2 separate regions of the Zea mays genome follow, and region 2 is linked to region 1. Evidence: chromatin contacts called from public Hi-C data. All regions are on one chromosome and are shown on one strand. Each heading gives the region's core, a stretch centred on a gene start, on an enhancer-like site or on the middle of the called end of the contact. The rest is flanking DNA. Distances are from core to core; before and after follow the strand shown. Region 1 holds the start of LOC103627610 (9-cis-epoxycarotenoid dioxygenase NCED1, chloroplastic). Region 2 holds the start of LOC100282041 (cation cation antiporter).

Region 1 (4,158 bases), core at 1,312-3,811:
ATCTGTTAGTGCCTGCGGCTTGTATAATATTGTCCACATTTTGCACCATGTTTCTATTTTTTTTAATAATGGATAGAAATGTGGCTCTTAGGTCAACGGACGCTATTAGATCAAAAATAAAATCTCAAAATACGGTATTTTGGCAAAGAGGGAGTATGTCGAACGCCTCGTCGGTTGCGTTATGAGGTTGTTGTCCAGACTGCACCGTGCACAGCCGACAATGGCAGTGGTGGACCCATAAAATCTTTGTGATTTCATATACTTTTTACTCATGAACCCTTTCTTTGGGTTCTGCTACATTTGCAATATAAGATAGTTCGTATTCGTGAATGCTATGTGGCCTAGAGTTGTTCTTGCTACAATCTATTCAGTATCCAGCGGCGTGTTTCTCTTGGATTGGATTCCTGTGCTTTGATCATTGCTGCTGCGCCTGGAGCTCGGCCTGCGTGATAAAGATGCCGTGGAAGCCGTAGGGGACGCGCGCGGGCAGCTGCACCTCGGCGACGATGTCCAGCTGCGCCGACCTGGCGTCCATCACCACGAACTGGTTCTCGCCGGTCCGCTCGTTGTGGACGTAGCACACCAAGTAGCCGTCGTCCTCGTTGCTATTCCCCTCCACGTCGTCGGGGACGAAGAACGGCTCCCCCGCGAAGCACCCGGGCCCGAAGACGCGCCGCGCCACCGTGCAGTCGCCCGTGCCGGCGCGGTCCAAGTCCAGCTTGGCCACCCCGGCGATCTTCGGCATGGGGTCGCCGATGCCGAGGTACCCGTACCGGTTGCGCCGGCCAAGGTATCCCGGATGGATTACGCCGAAGTCGAGGTTCTCTGCCGAGAGAGGGGTGCGCGACACGGCACCCGTGCGCAGGTTGATGCGCACCTTCTCGACACAGGAGTGCACGAGCTCCATGCGCTCCAGCGCGTGCTCCAGGGACAGGACGTTGGGCGCCACCAGCACTAGCTCCTCGCCGTCGGCCTCCTCCCACGCGTTCAGCGAGTGCATTATGTTGAACCCCGGCACCTCGAACCACCGCATCTCCGACTCGTCCGTGGCGTACTTGGGGAGCACGCCGAGCCGGGGTACCTTGCCGGCGTCAGACCCAACGGGCGCGCCGCCCGTCACCATGCCCATGGGCTGCATGACGATCTGTATCTCCGGGAAGATAGCGTACCTCTCCGTGACGGCGAAGTCATGCAGGAACGACGGCTGCCGCACTGAGAATATGGGCACGTCAGGGCCCTTGTTCCCGGCCCGGTCGAACCGGAAGTAGGTGACGAACGGCGGCACGGGGCCGTACCGGAACGCGAAGACCTCGCCAGTGACGGGGTCTTTCTTCGGGTGAGCGGTCATGCCCATGAAGAGACGGCCGCCGAAGTCGCACCGGCCGTGCGTGGTCACCTCGCCGGTGGCCGGGTCGACACGCACGGTGTACGGGAGATCCGACTCGCCAAGCGCGTAGAGGCGGCCGCCGAAGAAGACGAGGCTGGTGTTAGCGAGCCCCACGCCCTCGGCTGGGTTCATCTGCCCAGTGAGTACTCTGGCCGCCACGACGGCGCCGCGCGCCAGCCCAGCCACGCCGTGGAATCCGGAGAAGACGTTCGGCATGACCGGCGCTCCTGCGTCGCGCTCCACGAGGTACTTGTACGTCTGCACGTAGCGCGAGCACAGGACGGGGTCCGACGACGGCGACTCCGCCGTCGGGAGGAGGAGCGAGTGCAGCATGCCGTCGCCGTCGAAGAGGTGGTGCGGCCCACGCGGGAGGTGCTGGGGGTTGGGCCCGTTCCGGATGTAGGCCCCTCCGGCGAGGCAGCGCGGGATTGCGCCGCGCACGACGGGGCAGGGCGTCGGCGGCAGCTCGTCCACTGGCGCGAAGTTGGTCGACAGCACGTTCCGCGGGTCCACGGACGGTCGCAGCACCGGCGGGTCGACGAACGTGTTGATCGCCTCCTCCAACGCGCTGCAGAACGCCATCGGCAGGGACGTGATTGCCGGGGCAGGCCGGCGGCGAAGCTTAGCCCGAGACTGGCTCGACGCACTTGTTCTTGCAGTAGCAATTCTTGAAGTGTTAGTCTTGGCGGCCACGAGCTCTTCAAGCTCCTGTCGGCCGGCCTGCTTCGGAGCAGTGGACTGAACATTGTCAGTGGCAGGAGGGGAGATGACAACGGTGTCAGTTGCGGCGGCCGACGGCGGCGGAGACGGGGCGTTCTTCTTCTTCTTCCTGTAGCTGGAGTTGTGTGCAGCAGCAGAGGCCGCAGGAGAGATGTAGTGAACCCTCCGGGACGATCTTGAAGCATGTGCACTCATGGAGAGGTTAGAAGTGATCAGTGTTCTTTCCATTCTGCAACTTGTTGTAGATCGATGTGTATAGACTTGGATGAATCTGCTCACCAAATTTGTGTGATAGAAAGAAGCGCTTCTGATGTGGCATATATATGTGACTATATATAGCCTTAGCACCTGAGGATCTAGGAAGTGGAAGATACTATTCATAGATAGATAGATATTGTGGTTCATCCTTGTCGTGAAAATACGCTGCAGAAAGCGCATATATATTTTGGGACTCGGAGACATTTTGGAGTGCTACATTTTATATGTTGAAAAAGGCATGTGTAAAGGAAAAAAAAATTAAAGCAAACAAATCAAAAGCTCTAGTGTAAAAAACATCAGTTTCCACACGGTTCTACAGTCACCCTTGCCCTTCCTGCTTTATACAAAAATAAATCAAAATTATGTATAAATAGAAATTCACACCTTAGTTGTTGGCTTCTCATTCGACCTACCTAACAAATATGTTTGTGTTTTAATAAAATAAAGTTTACCTGTATAATATATAGAAACCCAATGCACGGACATCTGGATAGTATATTTAAAGTTACACACATGTGTGTTTTGTTTTACACTTCTATATATTTATGTGCCTGGTTTTTAATAATTTTAGGTTGTTATAATTAAATTGTTGATTTTAGAACCTATGATTTATCTGTCTGTCATATTTAATTTATAATCTATGATTTATCTTTCTTCCATAACAATTGTCTTTGTACCAACACAAATCAAAATTTCTTGGGTCATAATTTTGTTTCATATGATTTTTTTTGGAACTGAAAGTTACAGATTGCATCTATATAATCAGTATAAAATGTATGCAATAATCGTCACTTGAACTAAAGTTAATTAAGCGATCAAACAAATCGTGAATGAAACATTTGGCCAACGATCTAAATGTTTCATTCCGTCCCTAATTAGTACAGTATCATTTATATTCTCTATGGCAGGACAATTATTCTTTGTAACAATGATATAGGCATATAGCCCCAACTTCGGCTATTTCCATAAACAAAATGACACGAACAGAAACTTAGGTACATTCCTCTTGTTGATTTACCAAGGTTTGAGAGCATCTCTAAAATAAGTTCTATATTTGAGTCCTCAAAATTGAAATAAGATTTGATTTAAAGAGTTTAGGGCCAAAAAACATTTGCAGCTACAACAATTGAGGCATATATCATTATTAGTAAATAAATCATGTTATTTAGGAAATAAAAAAAATAGAAATAGTATACAAACGAGGATAGAGCTTCGGTAGATGGGTACTATATTTAGTACTCGAGAGGCCAAGCCATATAATGATTTGATGAATTTTAGTAAAATATAGTCCCTGTTGAAGTATGCTTTTGGTGGTAGAATCTTATATTTTAAAATAAAATCCAGGCTTGTTTGGTTTGCTACCTAATTTGGCACGTTTTGATTAAGTTTCCTGTTTAATATTATTTATTCGATTCGAACGATTAATCTTAGACAAAGTGAGACATAATTAGTCACAAACAAAGAGGTCTTAACTGTCATATCCTGGCCTTCTAATGGGAAAAGCAGCACATGTGCACCTGGGTGGATTTCCAGTCATACATCAGCATTCATTTTGGACGTGGATTTTGGGGCCCGCTGTCCATGTCGACTCTAAGGCTGTCTGCAGCGCACAGCGCTAAGCAGCCCTCTCCCCTTCGTAGAGGTCCCTTGACCGCGCAACAGTGCCCCCTATAAGCCACTCTTTCAAGCGGACCTCTTCTCTCTCCCTCAATCTAGCGTTTCACTATTCACCCCCTACGACACTGTGTTGTGGGTCCACGAGTAATTGTTAGTAGATAAAAAATTAATAGTTG
Region 2 (4,173 bases), core at 197-2,696, 150 kb after region 1:
ACCCACCAGGCACCACTACGTTTGCAACAGAATAGCTACATGAACTCGTATGGCGAACGAACAAGACGCATCGCCATACTAGGTGTACGACGGCGCATGACCCAGCAGATGACATCGTAGGAGCAACACCGCCCATAAGCAGGAGGTCGACCCTAATTGTAAAATCTACCCTTGAGCTATAAAAGGGCAAGACAACCCCATCTTCTACACACAAGCACTCAACTGTAAGATGCATCAAGCAATACTACGATCATTCGATCAATACTATACTGGACTAGGGCGTAAGTCTGAACCAGTATAACCCCTATCTCAGATCCACCTTCGAGCCCCCCGTGGCTCACCATTCAGAGTGAGTCCGCGTTAGCACCCCTGTCGAACACAAATCTTATTGTCCCCCGGTTTTCGAAACCACGACACTTCACTATTGTAAAAATGTAGCACTTATATATCTCCCACATATAGCCATATAGGTAACAACAATATGCAAATATATCACACACTATCATATTAGCTTATTTTTTTGATAGGGTACAACGACGCCACGGACACTCGCCACACCACAACCATACATATTAGCGAGGGTCCAATACACACATTAGAAAGAGATTGGGAGGCCTAAACTCCTAGTGCATGGAAAACATGTAGAACCACTAAACGTGCACGTGTGTGTAAACACTATCGGGAAAAAAACCCAAAGTAAGGCATGGGGTGTCGATCATGGGATCAAATCTGGTCGCTCGCACACCTGGTGAACTAACCAATTAGACTGCGGTCCAGTCCTAATGGGGCTCCAATAGTCCACTGACCCTCCCTTTGTCGGCTCCGGGGTGGAGCTGTGCTCCCCGGCCGACCGGCTTCAACGACGCCCCCTCGGGAGCCCTCCGCGGGTGGAGAGAGAAGATCTTCCCTTTGTTGATGGGGAGCTCTAATCTCCACATCCGTTAATTATTATGTTTAGTTACAAAATGAACCAGTTTACATATTAACAATTTGATAATAATATATATTACGGTACTACAAATATGGTAATATTTTTAAAACTTTGAAAATTAATATATAAAAGACAAATATTTCAGTTAAAGAGTAAAGATGAAACTGAATAGGGGAAATGGTTGCAGAGAAGGAGAAATAAGTAGAAAAATAGTTGAGGATGTATTTAAATATGAATAGAAATTACGAATAGTTGGAGTTGGGAGGAAAATGGTTGGAAATAGCTTTATATTAGTTTAATGGAGTTGGGAGGAAAATGGTTGGAAATAGCTTTATATTAAATTTAATTGATATGTACTAAAATTACAATTAATCGATTGGAATTCAATTCAATAGGTGGGAATCAGACATCTGTATCCAGGCGCACCGAGCAGTGTACGTCGTTTCTGAGCCTACAGCCTATGAAACAATTTTGCGAAGACTATTTTTATTTTTTGTAATGGCAAAAATTAAAATCTCTCGTACCAAAAAAAAAAAAAATCGTGCTCGGCACACGCAGGCGGCTCTCAGCGACGGAGGGGCAGACGCCAGACGGGCAGTCCCAGGTTCGGCGTCGTCGTCAGCGGCTCCCCCTCCTGCCAGTCGCCTCGCGCCTTCGCCTCCGGTCCTCCGCACACCTGCTGGCTGCCGGCGACTCTGCGTGCGCGCCTCCCGCTTCCCTTCCGCCTCCGCTGGACCGTCGACTGCGCCCTGCGCCAGCGGCCGCTGCTCCACCAAGGCGGTCGCGCCGCTTTGGGAACGCTTATGCCCCAAACTGAAGCGTTACCCGCTTAGCGCTGAAGCGTGCGCTTAGTGCAGCCTTTTGGAACCCTGGATCTGCCAGTACCTGTACTGGGTCCGCTCTTGCGCGAACCCTACTGTTTGGCTATTCGTATCCAGAATTCCAGATCTGATATAATTACTACGGTAATGTATACATTTGTATTTTTGGCAAATGTATACATGTGTTTTTACTACGGGACTGATTTGGTGGACAGGGTGATCCATGGGGAGTAATCCCCTTGCTATTTGCTATACACCAAATCAGCCCTAACTTCGTTTTTTTTTCTTCCAAACTTTATTGGCTATACATTTGTACACCCATGAACTAACTTTACTTAATCCGCCTGTGAACACGCAATGCTCCTCGTCAAGCTCGCTACATCAACATGAGGCTCAATAAGGTGGAAGTGAACCTTATAAGGCTGTTGGAGGCTGCTCCACGGCAGCAAAATCAGGCTAAACTTGTCTATGTATGTAAGAGTAGCTAATATTAATATCTTAGATAGTTTGGTTTTCATCCTGTGTAATTGATTTGAAGGAAAAGGAGGAAGTAGTGCAGCCTCATTCTGTTTCTTATTAGAGATTGAGAACAATCTCAGACTGTTCTGTTTTAGTATTAACATATGATGTCTATTCAAGTGCAGTATGTAACCACAGCGCGGGAGCTGTTGGAGCAGCTAGGAGCTGAGACAACACCAGAAGGGATATCAAGGTGCATCCTCAGCAATGGCATAGCATCCGAGTTTTTTTGGGGGATACTGATATACAGATTAGTCATGTGGTGGTTATTTGTGCTCCACCAAATGTTTCTTAAGGTTCCCTTGTTTGAACGAAAAAGGAAAATAATCTTCTATACGGCAGCGGCAAACAAAAACAGGAAACTATTATACATAAATCTTGAAACTGATCTTGATCATGAATCAGTATCACTATCCAATTTTTGGCAAACAAAAACAGGACACTATTAATACATAATCCACTTTTATGCATTTTGCATCAATGTAAAATCCTGAAACCTGTGCAGGGAGTATTAGTTGCCAGTTAAGAGTACATTCTGATAAGCCTTTTGCATTTTGCTGCTATTTCGATTTGTCTGATACTGGCATTGGGTTTTAATATTTTGTTAGGTCTTTATGACTTAACATTCTGAAGAGTGACAAAATGCTCCCAAAATGATAAGAATGAGGATCTAGGGCTTTAAGTGCTCCACGAACCTATCCTCCAGAAAAATCATTCTTCTGCCATGAAAGGTGCCATGGCCCATGGGTCTACACTTGATAAATGCGTGATTTCTCTTTCAGGTTCACTAAAATTCTGTTCCTGAAGTCAGGGTACTCTTTCTGTACTGCATCTCAAACCCTTATATAAAAAAATTGTACTTATAAGTTCCTGCAATCTTTTCTTTGATGGCCTCCATTCTGATAATATTTGTTTCTGGGCTATTGTTTGGCCGCTTGGCCTTGTTTTATGAACAATCCTATACCTAGTCCAGTGGTCTTAGTAATTGGTGTAGCAAAGCAATCATTTATCTCAGTTAAAGTTTCGAACTGCTGCTTATTACATTTTTTTGCATGATCAGAAGAGCATGCTTCTGATGAATTTGTTACCTTTTCAGCATTTCAAAAGCTAAGCTTTCTGAGTATTCAGAAAAGATTGAAGCACTTGCTTCCAGGCTTGCTGCTTCAGTGGTATGTTTCTATTGTATCGACTCATTTGCTTGAATTATTTCCATTATCATGCTTAGTTCATGTGCTTACTCTTCATATAATTTAAAGCAATCACATAATATGGTGTTACTTTTTTTTAATCTGAACCTTTACCTCTTATACCTTTTAGATTGGATAGACTATCAGTTAATACTATATTCTTGTTGCAGCCTGAAAATGAAAAGCCGATTATTGAAAGCAAAGATGAAATCTCTTATGAAGAAGCAAAGCCAGAAAGTCCAATATCTTTATCATCAGGACTGCGAAGGAGATCAACGTAAGTTAAATCTGGTCCATTTTGCCTGTTTTCCTTTCTTATGGTTACATCTACGGAACTAACAGATGAAATTAAATAGAGCCCATGCTGTGGTTGGAACAAGCCATCAGGAAAATAAAGAAGATATCGGAGCACCGATAAAATTGGATGCAGAAGCTCAGGCTCACATTGAGAAGCATAGGTATGCCATTTTTGTCTTAATCTGTGAGTGGATACTTCAGTCTCCAGTTGAATGCCCACGTCATTCTTATCCACAGTTTCTTCGTTGCACACGAGCAACCTATTTACTGGGTCCATTTGTTGTTCGGTGTCATTACTCACCAACATTTGTTGTGTTGGAAACTATAATTTGTAAACTGTTGTGTTGGAAGCTATAATTTGTGCATTGCCTATTAGCTTCCGTTTTTTTTCTTATGGTTTGAAGATACGTGCATCAAT

The links. Hi-C and Micro-C count contacts between places; a contact is called where the count stands out from the background.
Region 2: a contact with region 1 is called in a Hi-C map of leaf, with 2.5 times the contacts expected there. The contact joins the promoter of LOC100282041 here to the promoter of LOC103627610 in region 1. A contact is called at or near these places in 3 of 25 Hi-C or Micro-C datasets (leaf and tassel).

What each region holds. Positions count from the first base shown.
Region 1 is chr5:208,806,411-208,810,568 of Zm-B73-REFERENCE-NAM-5.0, forward strand. LOC103627610 (9-cis-epoxycarotenoid dioxygenase NCED1, chloroplastic) reads right to left here and starts at 2,562. Exons shown (of 1, transcript XM_008647905.4): 1 at 222-2,562. The coding sequence starts at 2,545. The coding sequence ends at 416. It overlaps LOC103627609 (WAT1-related protein At5g45370), which reads left to right. Exons shown (of 6, transcript XM_008647903.4): 6 at 1-69.
Region 2 is chr5:208,956,057-208,960,229 of Zm-B73-REFERENCE-NAM-5.0, forward strand. LOC100282041 (cation cation antiporter) reads left to right here and starts at 1,447. Exons shown (of 8, transcript NM_001154954.1): 1 at 1,447-1,896; 2 at 2,125-2,222; 3 at 2,397-2,464; 4 at 3,368-3,440; 5 at 3,629-3,735; 6 at 3,815-3,916. The coding sequence starts at 2,139.